4 separate regions of the Mus musculus genome follow, and all the other regions are linked to region 1. A link is a contact called in public Hi-C and HiChIP or PLAC-seq data. All regions are on one chromosome and are shown on one strand. Each heading gives the region's core, a stretch centred on a gene start, on an enhancer-like site or on the middle of the called end of the contact. The rest is flanking DNA. Distances are from core to core; before and after follow the strand shown.

The links. A called contact is a pair of places that touch in the nucleus more often than the background predicts. HiChIP or PLAC-seq counts read pairs in DNA pulled down with a chosen protein or histone mark.
Region 2: a contact with region 1 is called in a Hi-C map of bone marrow-derived macrophages, with 32 read pairs. The contact joins two enhancer-like sites. A contact is called at or near these places in 10 of 39 promoter capture datasets (the C10 cell line, the HPC-7 cell line, cranial neural crest and 7 more), 1 of 15 datasets of contacts at CTCF or cohesin (the NIH/3T3 cell line), 12 of 484 Hi-C or Micro-C datasets (Th2 cells, bone marrow-derived macrophages, embryonic fibroblasts and 3 more), 10 of 115 datasets of contacts at active chromatin or transcription factors (CD8 T cells, the HPC-7 cell line, SST interneurons and 6 more) and 1 of 9 other capture datasets (embryonic stem cells).
Region 3: an HNF4G HiChIP or PLAC-seq map of pancreatic cancer cells shows a contact between it and region 1. The contact joins two enhancer-like sites. A contact is called at or near these places in 6 of 39 promoter capture datasets (embryonic stem cells, frontonasal cranial neural crest, liver and 2 more), 6 of 484 Hi-C or Micro-C datasets (embryonic fibroblasts, embryonic stem cells, granulocyte-monocyte progenitors and 1 more), 4 of 115 datasets of contacts at active chromatin or transcription factors (CD8 T cells, bone marrow-derived macrophages, pancreatic cancer cells and 1 more) and 4 of 9 other capture datasets (adipose tissue, embryonic stem cells, liver and 1 more).
Region 4: a contact with region 1 is called in an HNF4G HiChIP or PLAC-seq map of pancreatic cancer cells. The contact joins two enhancer-like sites. A contact is called at or near these places in 7 of 39 promoter capture datasets (the 3T3-L1 cell line, 3T3-L1-derived adipocytes, embryonic stem cells and 4 more), 2 of 484 Hi-C or Micro-C datasets (bone marrow-derived macrophages and embryonic retina) and 5 of 115 datasets of contacts at active chromatin or transcription factors (CD8 T cells, effector CD8 T cells, kidney and 2 more).

Annotation. Positions count from the first base shown.
Region 1 is chr6:50,543,968-50,547,638 of GRCm38.p6, forward strand. No RefSeq gene overlaps it. Among named protein-coding and RNA genes, the nearest start is that of Gm38806, 5.0 kb to the left of the region's middle. Within about 2 kb of position 1,869, at least 73 of the 459 cell types and tissues checked have an H3K27ac peak or open chromatin away from gene starts, as enhancers often do. A contact at or near this core is called in CD8 T cells, bone marrow-derived macrophages and pancreatic cancer cells, where this site is marked.
Region 2 is chr6:50,338,671-50,342,341 of GRCm38.p6, forward strand. All of the region lies in intron 11 of Osbpl3 (oxysterol binding protein-like 3), which reads right to left. Among named protein-coding and RNA genes, the nearest start is that of Gm52900, 41 kb to the right of the region's middle. Within about 2 kb of position 2,116, at least 6 of the 459 cell types and tissues checked have an H3K27ac peak or open chromatin away from gene starts, as enhancers often do. A contact at or near this core is called in bone marrow-derived macrophages, where this site is marked.
Region 3 is chr6:50,388,531-50,392,201 of GRCm38.p6, forward strand. All of the region lies in intron 2 of Osbpl3 (oxysterol binding protein-like 3), which reads right to left. Gm52900 (a long non-coding RNA gene) reads left to right here. Exons shown (of 3, transcript XR_003956428.1): 3 at 900-1,165. Among named protein-coding and RNA genes, the nearest start is that of Gm52900, 8.7 kb to the left of the region's middle. Within about 2 kb of position 1,996, at least 72 of the 459 cell types and tissues checked have an H3K27ac peak or open chromatin away from gene starts, as enhancers often do. A contact at or near this core is called in CD8 T cells and pancreatic cancer cells, where this site is marked.
Region 4 is chr6:50,406,651-50,410,321 of GRCm38.p6, forward strand. All of the region lies in intron 2 of Osbpl3 (oxysterol binding protein-like 3), which reads right to left. Among named protein-coding and RNA genes, the nearest start is that of Gm52900, 27 kb to the left of the region's middle. Within about 2 kb of position 1,966, at least 9 of the 459 cell types and tissues checked have an H3K27ac peak or open chromatin away from gene starts, as enhancers often do. A contact at or near this core is called in CD8 T cells and pancreatic cancer cells, where this site is marked.

The DNA of each region.
Region 1 (3,671 bases), core at 619-3,118:
GCTCTGTCCTAGAATATAGCTAGTAGCCATTATTTTAAAATATTGCAGATACCTTGATTGGAGTTTATTGAGACTTGTGTTGGGCTTCTACAGAACTCACATCTGGCCTATTTTTCTTTAAGCCACTGACCCGTGATGATTTGCTATAGCAGTGACAGAAAAGGAACAGTGAGTGTCATGTTGATCCTTTCAACTTAGTTTCCAGCCTGGCATCCTGCTTCTGCTGCGAGAAGGTGTTCAAGTCTATCCACCGGAACACTCTTAGGTTTTCCTGCTGGAGCATACTCTCTTGAATGTAGCCAGAGGTTTCTCTGGTTACAACTTCTGGTGCTTGTCATGTTTCTCTCTGCAGTATGTAACACTAGGATTGCTGTCTTCCCTAGACAGTGGTGTGGTATCGGATACACCTGTCCCTCTTGAGACTTTCTAGGCCCGTAAGGCTGTCCCTCAAACCTTCTTTCTCTATGCTGACCTCATCTGATGGTTAACACTCACTGTCAAGTTGACACGATCTTGAGCCACTGAAGAGACAAGATCCTAGGTGAGTCTGTGATTCCGTGAGGATGGGGTTGACCAAGGAGGGAAGACCCACCCTAGATGTGTGTGCCATTCTACCAGGGGTTGGGGAAAGCAAGGTGAGTGCCCCCATCCATCGCTGCTTCCTGACTCCAGGTACCATGCAAGCAACTGGCCCCCCACCCCGCCGCTGCTGGAATATACTGTGCCCTCAAACTGTAAACCCCACCTTCCTTAAGATGCTTTTGTCAGGTGTCCTGTCATAGCAACTAGAAGAGTACTAATGTTCTATTCTTAGTGAGTACATCCATGTCAAAGTTCTCCTTGCCAGTGGGTCCTAACCCAGCATCTTCATCTCTGATCCTTCCTGTGTAACAAATCAGGCCTGTCTGTCCTTCATTGCCAGTGTCCACTCCTACAAACAACCCCCGTCTCAAACTCATGGCAAAACCCTAATTTCCATTGTTCCCCAGCTCTACCCTTTTCATTTTAATGCCTTCTCCAGATAACGATGTAAAATCTGAATGGTATGTAACACTCCTCTGTCTAATAACTTTCCTAAAATAAGAACTGTAGCTACCACCATGTGTTTATTTATCCGATTTTCTTCTTTATTGTACCACAAAAAAACAGAATTATTAGTTAGACCCCCCCCCCCCCCCAATGCTCCTTGACATTGACACAGACAGCCCCGCCCCCGTGAGAAGCTGAGGAATCATGGGAGTGAGCTTTGTGAGTCTGGAACCAGCTGGGGAGTTAGAAGGGTTAGCGATGTCCAGCTCAGACAGCGTGTGTCCTACAGAATTATAACACTTGAAATCTTCGCCAAAGCCCCTTCCTCTTAAGCTGTTGGGAGGTTTCACCAGAAAAAAGTTGCTTTTGCAACTCTTCTTTCAGATCCTCATACCTGACAAAACTTCTGGGTTTTGTTTTTAGGTATATAATTCCTCATTCTATGGACGGGCAAGCCTTTGAGACCCATAAAATTAACTGAGATGACAGTTACTACACAAGGGGTGGAGATTACAGTGTGAAGCAATCTGTTGGTTCAGCACGTGCAACGTTTAAGAAATGCCTTTTAAGTAATGTGTCTAGTGTGTTCATAGGCAGCCAGTGAATCATGTGAGCCTAGCGCCCTCTTGTGTTCACTAGGAGGCCAAGCACAGGGGCTTTCTATGACTTCCAAGGGATTTTTGTTTTGTTTTGAGATTTCAATTTTCATTTTATTAGTTTTTTTTTTTAATCAGTTACTTTGCAAAGACATCGTAGAGCATTAAGTCAAACACGTCTGTCAGTCTTCACCCCGTGTGACCACAGAGAACCAAGCACTGTTACTGTTACCGGAAGGGTGGGGATTTGGCCTCTAGTTTCCAAAGGTTACTGTCACCCTCAGAATCACGTGTTCAGATATCCAGCTTCCGGGTGACAAACCCACAAAATTCTCTTTTTTCTTTAACCTTACTCTCTCCAACACTTGACCTTTCTTTGTTTATTCCTTCTGGAGTGCCCAGGTCCTTATGCATTATGATAATGGTCTAAGGTTAAATATACTTTATAGATTTCCAAGGAGGACCGAATGTCTCTGGATTCCACAGACACCTGCAACCATGTGCAGCCCCCTGCTCCCGTGCAACTCACACACATAATGTAAAAAATAAAATACACCTTTAAAAATATGCTGCTGGAGAAGACCTACAGAGTCAACTAACCTGGGACCATGTGGACTCACAGAGACTGTCACTAGCCAGGGAGCAGGCAGGGGCTTGGCCTAGACCATCCCACACATTCGTAGCAAATGTTCAGCTTGGTCTTCATATGGGCCCCCTAACAAGTGCAGTGGGGGGAGTCTCCGTCTCTGTTCCCTGCCATTGGATCCCCTTCCCCTACCTGGGCTGCCCCGTTGGGCCTCATTGGGAGAGGATGTGCCTAGTCCTGCTGGGACTGGATGTCCCAGGGTAGAGTGGTACCCAAGGGGGGCTCCCCATCTCTGAGGAAAGGGGTAAGAAGCAATGGGGGGAGGGATTTGTAAGAGTGAGACTGAAAAGAGAGGAGGGGAGCTGTGATTGGGATATAAAGTGAATAAAAAATAAATTATTATAAAATATATGTTATGGATGTTGATGGCTTATGTAACCAGAGAGAACCCAGTTAGTCACTTGCCTTAGACAAAATAGGCACTGCAGGAGGCAGTGGACAAGAGGTAGGCACAGATTTTACTCTTATGTGTTCCCCAAGTGATATGTGTCCTCCACGAAGCTGGGAATGACTCATCGGAGATGGGTCCAAAATCCATGGACACCAACATCAGCCTTAAGCCTCTGTGCCCATACTCTACAAACCTGGCCACTATTTACCTTCTCAAGCTCTGATTTCCAAGCTGTAAAACAGTACCAATACCTAACTGGTAGGGCTGTTAGGAGGACTAAGTGAGATAACCTGTGTGAAGTATGCAGTGTACTGGCTTGCTTAGAATCTATGGAAAGATATAAGGCAAATATAGCACACACAGGCCGAATCAGGATGGCACGAGTCACTTGGTTACGTAAAGGTGTGGCCCTGGAAGACTCTGAGAGGAGGGAGAACACATTCTGGTGAGCCATCATCTAAAACCAAACTTCCACAGTTCTAACCACCACTGGGAAACAAACAAAGGGAGGGTTTTCAGTCAAAGGCAGGGAACCAACTGTGAGGAAAGAGAGAATCACAACTTCCACAGTCTCACAATGGCTGACAACAAAACAACAGGGCATTTATGCCTTTGCTCAATGTTAAGTCCCGAATAAGTACCCAGGATTTGCTGAACAGGATTCGAGATCATACACAGTCATACAAGATCATACACGGTCATACAACTCTTCCGATTCTCCCTTCAGATAGCGGGAATCACCACCAGTAGCTGGAACCTCCAGGAAAGCTTTTGTTGATTATGTCACTCAGAAGGCCCCAAAACTCCATGGGCTGCTGCTTAGGAGAGAGTGCCCGAGAGTCCTAGCCAAGGGAAGTGGGCCATAGGCTGGTTTTGAGAAAGAGTTTGCTATTGATTAGAACAGGTATGAGGACCTTGCTACCTATGAAGCAATTTGGTTCAAAATCCCCTTCCTGATTGCAAGCTTGTACAACCACTCTGGAAATCAATCTGGCGGTTCCTCAGAAAA
Region 2 (3,671 bases), core at 866-3,365, 210 kb before region 1:
AGGTTGGAAAGAGGAAAACAGAGGTATGTACTCCATGGAGAGAGGCAGAACTGGAGACATGATGGTGGTGACAGTTGAGAGAAAGGACTGGTGGACATGCTGTCATTGCCCAACAGGGATGATAGATGGTGTACAGCAGCCTAGAGATTTACAGGCACAGATGCAGCCCCAAACCTGCTGCTCAGCTGCAGGGTCTCCCTAGATCTGGGCAACCATGGAAGCCCAAGATAAAGAAAGGGCTACTCTCTGGATTGGACCTCCTCAAAGGACCAACATGGACCACTGGGGGCCATGTTGGTGTCTGCAGTCCATGCTGCTGCTCCAGACCTCGATGAAGTCTGAGCCATGTGGACATACGCGGGCTGTGCTGCTGACCTGATGATGTCCTCGGGCTTTGGTGTCTTAGGAGCCATCCTGATGTGTGTGGCATGTATAGCCAGCCACCTGAGGCCACAATGAAGCCTGTGCTCCACGCAGCTTCTGAGGGTCATGGGTGGGTCAGGGTTCTGGTTAGAGCCAGGCACCATACTGAGGTCTGTGGCCCATGTCAACGCCAAATCCCACATGGATGTCCCTGGTCTGGACTGCTGCCTTTTCAGGTGTTACTGTCCATGGGCATGGGAGACCTGGCTCCGCTCCTCACTGGCCTATGCATGCACTTCCTCATTTGACGGCTTCTGGAGTGGATGCAGGCAGAGAAGACTCAGTATACCAGGTGGGGCTGGCCAGTAGGAATTCGACCATGCTCCAATAACTATATGGACAACACAAAATGGACTTGCTCTTTCCTTTTTTTCTTTCAAGCAGGGAGTCAAAGGGGGAGGTGGACATGGGAAGACTAGGAGGTGAGCATAATCAGGGTGCCCGATGTGAGGTTCCCAAATAATTAGAGGGGGGGGATGCATGAGAGTGACTGATGCCGACATTCTTGGAATCTGGGCAGTAGGAGTAGTGTGATACTTAGCCCTTATCAGGATGATGATTACAATGAATGCACATAGGGTAGAGAGTGTATGAATGAGGACTGGCCTGAGCTTGTGAGCCAAGGAGCAACGGCCTTGGGGGCAGGACAAGAAGCCACACTGGGACCTCACTCCATTTTATGCCTAGTTAGACATCTCCCCGCAGGCTCCCCATCCCTGAGATCACCACAGCTGTCCCAGTGGGTCCCTGGGGGTTCCATCTTTCCGTGGACACATTTGTTTCCTCAGACACCACACATATGCACCTGGCTGGCTCTGTTTTCCCAGCTCATCTGTTCTGCCTTTCAGATGCCAGGTGAGGCTTTCTACCAGACCAGCCCATTCCTGTTTATGCTTTGTAAAGGAACAGAATGGGCACTGCCTGGGTTCAGCTAGGAGGGCTAGCAGTAGAGCTCTCTAGTAGAGTGCTTGCCCAGTAAGAACAATGCTCTTCGGTCACCAGTTACCTCATGTGCAGGAAAAGAAAATGTATATGTAAGCATACAGTGGGCATAAACGGAAAAAAATCCAAACAGTCCTATTTTATTGTCAGATATAAAAAACTCCTCCTTGAGGATCAGAAAAACCGGGTCCCCTGAGAGAGAGAGAGAGAGAGAGAGAGAGAGAGAGAGAGAGAGAGAATGTTGAAACAGGGCCTCACTATGAAGCCCAAGCTGGCCTCTAATGTGTATTGTGTATTCTTCCTGCCTCCGGCTCCCAAATGATGGGATTAACATGGTGTTCAACCACGGTTGCTTAACTTTTTTAAATAGCCTAAGACACACCTGGAGAATATTACAGTGGTCATTCATGGCCAACTCATGATTTATAACTCCCAGAGTAATGGCCAGAAGCTGTTCCTACGAGACCGTAATTACACTGTAAGACACCCTGCTTGCTAGCTTTTTATCAATTTGACACAAGCTAGAATTATCTGAAAGGAGGGAACCACAATTGAGAAAATACTTTCATGAGATCCAGCTATAGGGCATTTTCTTAATCAGTGATTAGTGGAGAATGGCCCAGCCCACTGTGGGTGGTACCACCCCTAGGCTGGTGGCCCTGAGTTCTGTAAGAAACCAGGCTGAGCAAGGCAGTAAGCAGCACCGCTTCCTGGCTTCTGCATCAGTTCCTGCATCCAGGATCATTTCCTGTTTGAGTTACTGTCCTGACTTCTTCCTTTAATAATGAACAGTGGGGAACTTCAAGCTGCATAAACCTTTTCCTCCCAACTTCCCTTTTGCTCATGGGGTTTCACTACAACAACAGGAACCCTAACTAAGACAGAGGCATTGGATCGCAAAGATTAGAGGTATCACACAGGAGTATGTTGGGAGTGTCTTATTTATTTCTGATGTCATCCTAAATTCATTAGAGATAAATAAGTTTCAGGAAATGATAGTTAAATGAGTGATTGCACCCGTGGATATGTTATCATCAACAAAACCACCCAACAAGTTTGCAATGTACAGAGCTACAGAAAGCCTCGAAGATCACCCAAGTCACCCACCCAGAGCATGGTCCTCCATCTCTCCAGCCCCCACACCCTTGCCAATGGTCTTAGCCTCTGCCTGGCACCCGAGGCCTGTGCTCTGAGACCTGCTGCGGCTTGCCTCAGTCTCTCCTCATTGTCCAACACATCTGCTTGTCTTCACAGGGAAGACACATGTCAGGAGGCAGTCACAAAGTTTGTTTTTAAACCTCTTCACTGGCCTATTCTCAACCTTGTTGGACTAGAACAGTGGGACACAGGTTGGGCCCTTTGGAGCAATGGATGGATACAGGATCTTGTCAGATTGGTCTGTTCTCAAGCCCTGGAATTACAGGTATAGACTGATATCCATACCTGACCCCAAGAGAAGCTTTTGATTGACAGAAACCTTCAGCTCCTGCCATAGAATGGACACCACATGTATGGCTCAGTTGACTCTCGGCCCCTCCCTTTCTCCTTGCTACAGGCTCCTACTACATCAGGTTGGGGGCTTTGGACTGGGAAGTCAATGTGGCATTCTGATGAGCTGACGATCTCCTGCTTGTGCTCTCTCCTTCACAATTTGTTTACTTCAGGGAAAACTGCAGTTATCAATGACAGGCGCACCATCCCAAACAGAGGAAGACAATGTGTTGTAAGGGGAATTTGATCCAATCCCTGTTACTTAGCTATGGCTTAGATTTGGATGAATGATCAGTTTCCAAACCTAAATGGACTGACTATGTGGAAGAGGCTGGCATCTCATGGTGTTTTAAAGAAACAGTGAAAAAGCACATGAAAACACAGGAGTCAGCAGCATAGTAGGGCTTCAATTTTTCTTCTTTCCTGTCATTTTGCATGCATATAGTGCATGCATGCGTGTATGCGTGTGTGTGTGTTCATTTTTTTGGCAGGGAGGGGTGTACAGGGTCCCTCAATGGAGTAACATTCCTCTACTATCTGGAATGATTTATTTGATGATCTGTAATCTGATTCTTTTAAGTTTCAACTCTTACATGGTGCTCGTAGTTGCAAAATACCTTTTCACCACTACTTAACTTGAATTAATTTAGATGCATTAGTGATTTTTGCTAAATAATCCTACTTCTTCCTGAGCATATATGTCAATCCAGTCTCTCAGCACACTAATAGTGAACTCTAATTGTGAGCAATTCATCAACAGCCCTTTCCTCGGGTCATACAGATTTGTGGTACCACTGTGGTACACACAGCTTTTC
Region 3 (3,671 bases), core at 746-3,245, 160 kb before region 1:
GTGTAATTTCCATATATGTATATGTATGGGTAATTTATTGGAATGACTTATAGGTTACAGTCCAACTAATCCAACAATGGCTAGCCGTGGACAGAAAGTTCAAGAATTTAGTAGTTGCTCAGCCCCACAAGGCTGACTATCTCAGCTGGTCTTCTGTATTCAGCTGGAATCCCGAAGTAGGCTTCAATGCCAACGAAGGAATGGATGTGCCTGAAAGACGAGGGCAAGCAGCCCAGATTAAAGGTGTCTTCCTAACTCAAGGTTCAGATAAAGCCTGTGTCTTCCAGCCTTCAGAACTAGATCAAAGGCATGTTGTCTTCCTGCCTCAAGCTCTGGATCACAGGTCTGCCCCCCATTTCTGGATTGTAGTCCATTTCAAATATAATCAAGTTGACAACCAATAATGGCCATCGTATGTCTTAGTTAGGGTTTCTACTGCTGTGAAGAGACACTATGACCATAGCAACTCTTATAAAGGATAACATTTAATTGAGGCTTACAGTTTCGGAGCTTCAGTCCATTATCATCATGACAAGAAGCATGGCAGCATGCAAACAGACATGGTGCTGGAGTGAAGCTGAGAGTTCTTGAAGCTTGAGCATATGTGAAGCTCAAAGCCTGCCTCCACAGTGACACACTTCATCCAACAAGGCCACACCTACTCCAGCAAGGCCACACCTCATAGTGACATTTCCTATGGGCCAAGCTGTCACACATGAATCTATAGGGGCCATTCCTATTCAAGCCGCCACATCTAGTTAAGCAAATAACTTCTATTAGAAGTCGGAAGTGTGTGTGGGGGGAGGGGGTAAAGTAGGGGAAGGAAGAGGAGTTCTCAAGCTTACAGAGTAGTCTGTGTGTCCCTACACTTGAACTAGACACGGTTTTCTCTTTGGTAGGACTTCAGGATGCAACCAGTCATACCAAGTTTCTCTGCCGTCTGCACCATCACTGGTTGCCTGTGGTATTCTTGTCCACAGAAGAAGGCATCAGTTTGCTTTTCATGTATCCAATTCTACCCCTGGATATTTTTGTCCCCTTTAGTTGTCACGAGTTTCAGGACAAATGCTGCAGAAAACTAACTTTTAAATGCATCACACTGACAGTTGACAGACACCAAACAGAACAGGCTACCCAAGTAACATCCCAAAACCGACAGCACACCTGGGTGTCATGGAATGTGTCCATAATCCCAACACTCAGGAGGAAGCAGGAGGATTGCTGGGAGTGCATGCCCATTCTAGGCAATAGAGGGGACACCAGACTCGAGGCTACAGAGTGATGCCATGTCTCAAAACCAAAACAAAAGTAAAATAAAATCAAGTATTTATAGCCCAGAAATTAAAGTATTTTACAGGTGTTATGTACCTATACATAGAGTTAGATCAGTTTGGTTGCAAATCCCAATTTAAATTCTTAGTGAAACAGTAGACACAGCTTCAATACAATATACTATCACAAATGACCTAGTCTAAAAACAAGAGCCGAGGAATCAAGACTCCTTACTCAAAAGCAAAGTTCTTACTCTGCATCGTGATTCTTTAAACTGCTAACCCCCAGGACTGATGGGTTTGGGCAAGGGGGATAATCCTGCTAATTACCAGTACTGAAGGGCTTTGGGTTGAGTCAGTAAACAAGACCCCAGTGGCACCCTTTGGGGATGCTGCTTCTACCTATCCTCTTGAAAACACTGTGCAAACTAAATCTTAGCACACTCAAGGCTCTCAGAAACCTACAGGAGAAACTGCAATTACAACAATAATCACAAAACCCAAACTGCTACCTAGGATGAACTCATTCCTGAGCTATTTGATAACACAATCCACTCTTTGAGGTAGCACCCATTTCTCAACATGCCTTCAGCCTGACAGCTCTGTTTAGCTCTTGAATGCAATTATCCTGAGTCCAAAAAACAACTCGGTCTCTTTAGGTAGGTGGTTTCCCAGTGACGGCTGTAAAGACTCAGTGAGCACAGGCACCATTCTTTGGTCATGAGTCAGGCTCACCTCAGCCAGTAACAACTCTGGGGTGACCTTTGTTCATTGTTTCATGTCTAGACTTCGGAGGTACAGAGAATGAAGGAAAACCATGACTGTTGCATAAAGTTTATCAGCTATACTTGGAGACGGGGGCATGCTTCCCTGTGGCCCCACACTGCTTGAGCGTCCATCCTCTCTCACATCGGTGTCCCTATTCACTTCCCCCTGCCCCCTGTATTTTAGAGTTTATTACTGAGAACCAATCCTTTCTAGTTGTCTCAAATTGGCTTAAAAAGGAAGTATCTGGATGTCATAAATATATCATTTGCAGAAAGTTATGCCACTTGAGAAAGCTAAACATGTTAAGTCATATGGAAAATTATCTTACCAAATCTTGTGTAAAAGATCCTTGTACTTAAATATTCATACAAATGATAGAGGCGTTAGTTAGAACAGGTGCAAGCATTCTATTTCTGCAAGTAGATAAGACAGTATGATCAACACCTGGGATTCACTTACCAAACATGCACTGAATGGGCACTTGCTATAGGTCAAGCTTGGTGTGATATTTAATCAATCCTGAGTGTCAGCTTAGCAGGATTTAAAGCCACTTTCAGAGACAAACCCATGGACATGCCAAGCTGGGTGTTTCCAGAGAGATTTAGCTGAGCTGGGAAGACCTGCCCTCATGGGTAGCGAGCGCCATTCTTTATCCCAGACTAAATAAAAAGGAAAGGGAAGAGGGGTGCTATCACGTATCTCTCTCTGCTTCCTGACTGGAGATGTGATGCCTGACATGAGCTGCCTCGTGCTCCTGCCATCATTCCTCCTCTGTCTCGATGGACTGTCCCCTCAAACCATGAGCCAAAATAAAACCAAAATAAAACTTTCTTTAAGTGACATTTGTCAAGCATTTCATGACAGGAATGATAGAAGTAACTTATATACTCAGTTCCAGACAGGTGTTGACAAATTGACACTACATCACAGGGCATGTTCAAGATTCCCCAAGACAGAGCCGGGCGTGGTGGCGCACGCCTTTAATCCCAGCACTCGGGAGGCAGAGGCAGGCGGATTTCTGAGTTCGAGGCCAGCCTGGTCTACAGAGTGAGTTCCAGGACAGCCAGGGCTATACAGAGACACCCTGTCTCGAAAAACAACAACAACAAAAAGATTCCCCAAGACAGAAACAATGACCTCGGAGAAATCAACTTCTCCATGAAAAAAGACTGACCCTTATGCAAGAATTCAGAGTCACTGTACAAGTACAGGAAAGGCTGACCTAGGAGAAGGGGAGGGAAGAGGCAGCCAAGGCATGGTTTGTGCCTGGCATGTCTGGGCACCATGCTAGGTGCTCTTTAGTTGCCAGGATTATCCTTTGATTTGCACTTTGACTTGAAGGTTAAGGGCTCAAAGGTCAAACTTTTAGAATATATCCAACTCCATCTAAATCCATACCATTAATAGAATAATGAGATCTGTTCTGAAAGTGAATTCATGATCACTTCAAAGTAACCTTTCCAATATGACTCACAGAGACAGAAGAAAGCCTCAAAGCGTGTGGTGTGGAAGAACGGGCATCAATATCACATCAAAAAGCAATCCTTCTCAAATGGAAAGGACTCACAATGCTGATTCTGAAGTCACTACAAAGCTGCTGGAAGCAGCACCATGGGCTGACGTAACACTGCA
Region 4 (3,671 bases), core at 716-3,215, 140 kb before region 1:
TTCAGAAGGCCTCCGTCTCGAGATGGAGCCTGTAAACTGAGTTTTCCAGGCAGCCTCCATCTAAGTGGGTAGTTCCCAGGTGTTTGACGCCCTTGAAATGCAGTGGAATGGAGTGTGGTGCGAGCTGAACTAAGTCAGCTCTCATCCATTGTCTATTCCTTGCCCATCATTCAACACTTAGACTTTCTGAAACATCCAGAGAGGAAATCCATAAAAAGCCACTTTTCTGACTTTAGCTCTGTTGTACAGGTTCATTCCATGTAACACATGGTCTTCAAAATTGTGTATAGCCACTGGAGGACGATCACAAAGACCTTAGAGTAGTCTGTTCTCTCTTTAGACCTCTTTGAAAAATATGGTCAAGTGGCTTGTGGTAGTTAAAAAAAATAAAATAGGTACAAAAAAGTCATTAAATGATTGACAGTGGATGGTGCATTTACACCACAGGCTGTATAATACACAGTAAAATACTAAAACAGGCATAAGAGATTTTTTTATTTAAAATAATTACATATTCATAACTGTTAGGTCTCAAACCCAGGACAAATGCCTAAGGTGCCCATTAACATATCAAAGAGAATGCTGGCTGCCTGTTTCTTCCAGCATCCCTCAGTCTCTAGCTGTTAAAGGGCCCTCTTGGCTGGCACACCCTCCCCATACTCTGAACTCTCCAGCCCAGCTATTGGGCGGAACTCCCCTCCCCAGCTTCTCTGGCCCCTATATAACTCAACCATTTTGGTTACACTGGTCTCCTGGCCTGGGCCACCCTTCTTGGTCAGCAATACTTTCCCCTCTCCTCACATGGCTTCACTTGTTTGATTCAGACTCCCCAGATGTTTCTGCCTCTGGCTGCACTCTCCCTTGTATCTACAGTAAAATAAAATTTAGACAATAAAGTTACCATTCTGCCTGAATTTAAAAAGAATGGCAATGATCGATTAACATAATATAGAGGTTAGGTTTTGTTGGAAAATTTGTTGGACCCCTTTTCCATGCAAGGCACTGCTGTATTTGGGGGTGCCCTCACCCCCTACAAACACTGACATTTAATTTTCCTCTGTAAATTTTATTTTATGTTCTCTGATGTTTATCTTGCAATGAACAGAAATAGCATAAGTAAAGCAGAGGGGAAAGACAGGAGAAGGGAGGGAGGAGAGGGCGTGGCAGCCAGGCCTACATCCCTGCTACTGGGGAGGCTTCAGCATGAGGACCCCATGTTCAAAGCTTGCTTGGGCTACAGAGGGATGTGAGGGCCAGGGCAGTGAAGTGAGACACTTTGCCAAATCTATAAACTGTAAGGAAGGGACTAGGTGATAGCTCGGTTTTGAGTACCTGCCTAGAACTGGGGTTAATCCACTGCATGGGGCCAGCACAGTCTCCTAAAAGCAATCCCTTTGTCTCTACCTAATTCATTCTGAGGTTCCTCCTGGCAGAGGAGTCATCAGCAGGATTATCTCCACTGCTCCCTAAAATACAACCAACTTCATGACTAAGGGATCCAAACCTGTTTGTTTTCCTCAAAAATTAAGTTTGAAAAGTCCTCCTCAACCTGATCCCAGACAGGAAAAGAAAACTGTTTAGTTAGGAATGATTCACAGCCTGTAAGAAATGAAGACGGTCTCCAATGCAACCTCTAGTGGCCTCCACAGTGCACAATAATCTGGCAAAGAGCCTCGAGGCCTTAAGATGCCCCTAAGACCACTGCCCTTAACAAGGTCAAGCTGCAGGCCAGCGAGCCACCTTCTTGCCCCTCCTGCGAGAATGAAGTCCGCACATCCATGGGAAAGTAAATGTCCACTTTTGACCCAAAAAACAACCCCAGCTCTGGGCTTTGAAGATTTCTATGCAGACTTCTGCCAGGTGAACAAAAAAAGACAAGGTGAAGAACAGTCATTCCAGCTAGGGACAGGGCCTGCAGGCAGCAGGGCTGCAGGGGACGGCGGGGAGGGGTGGGGCTGCTGAAGACAGGGTAGACATAGGCTCAGAAAGATGACTCTGGCAAACATGTTGAATGCCATTGATGTCAGTCAGTCCTGACCCACATGCAGCAGGAAACCAGACTGGTACTAAGGTGAAAAGCAAGTTGAATAGAAAGAATGGAAGAGGAGATAAATAGCTGAGCTCCTAAGAGCATATCTAGTGGACGTTAGAGAGGCCTTTGGTAGGGCATCTGTGAATCATTTTCATTTTAGCTAATGACTTCATGTTATACATAATTGTGATGGTTTGTATATCCTTGGACCAGGGAGTGGCACCATATGAAGGTGTGGCCTTGTTGGAATAGGTGTGACCTGGTCGGAATGGGTGTGTCACTGTGGGTGTGGGTATAAGATCCTCACCCTAGTTGCCTGGAAGTCAGTCTTCCACTAGCAGCCTTTGGATGAAGACATAGAACTCTCTGCTCCTCCTGCGTCATGCCTGCCTGGATACTGCCATGCTCTCTCTTTGATGATAATGGACTGAACCTCTGAACCTGTAAGCCAGCCCCAATTAAATGTTGTTTTTATAAGACTTGCCTTGGTCATGGTGTCTGTTCACAGCAGTAAAACCCTAACTAAGACAATAATCAACAACTTATTTTTCTGTACATTATTCTTCAGTCTTGCCCATATGTCACATGTAATCCTGGTTGTTTCCTTTGAGCTGTTCTACAGAATTGTACTGGTGAAATATACAGATATCTATCCACCCAGACATTTATATTGCTTCCCGTTTCGTGTTCAAACAATGCAGCTGCAAACAAAACGTACATATGACACACCCACACACCTTTGCGGCACTCTACGTATCTAGTTTGAGTGCTGCATCCACAGTGCTACTGGCTCCCACCAGCTACTTAACTGCCAAGAATCTCTAACCTACCACCCTGTCTTCCGCAGCCCTTCAGCCTCGCAGCGCTGGTGCCTGCAGGCACTGTCTGTAGTGGAACCAAATGATAGTTCCACTAAGAAAACATGAGCTTTCTCCACTTTGCACGTCGCCCCTGCTTCCAACAGCCACACTATTTAGTGTGAACAAACCTGTAGATATTGAATAGTTTGCTTGGTTTATTTTTCCCCAAAGTATATCCCATGAAACGTTGAGAGGGAACTACAGAGCTATGTTCTGCTTAGGCAACAGAGCAGAAACAGCTTTGAGATGTATCTGGCTGAAATTGGCAGAGGGTAGAGCTTAGCTGCTGCCTTGACCTGAGTGTCTGTGTCCTCCATTCTTACCCACCCCCACCCCCACCCCCGTGGTCACACAGGATGACACCTAGTCACCACAGTGAGGGATTAGGTAAGACCTCTGAGCAGTAATTAGTCTAGAGCACGATTAGCCTGATTTTAAAGGGTCCCAGTATGCAGTCCTGCCTGATGTCTGCCCCGAGACAGAGGAAAGACCATCTGTGAGGCACAAAGCCTTCAACACACACCAAACCTGAAACACCTTGACAGTGGACTATCAGCCTCCAAAATGATGAATGATAGACTTCTGCTGTTTATAAACTGCCCAGTTTGGGATAATTTGCTATAGCATCCTGAATGAGACCTGAATTAGACCACCTGTTACATAAAAAGCTACAGAAAGTCTTTCCAAAATTGACTGGTCCACTCTTTGGGCATAAAGTACCCAGCATCCTTCCTTCTACCCTGGATTCCAAGACTTCTACAAGGTCCAAAACAGCTTCT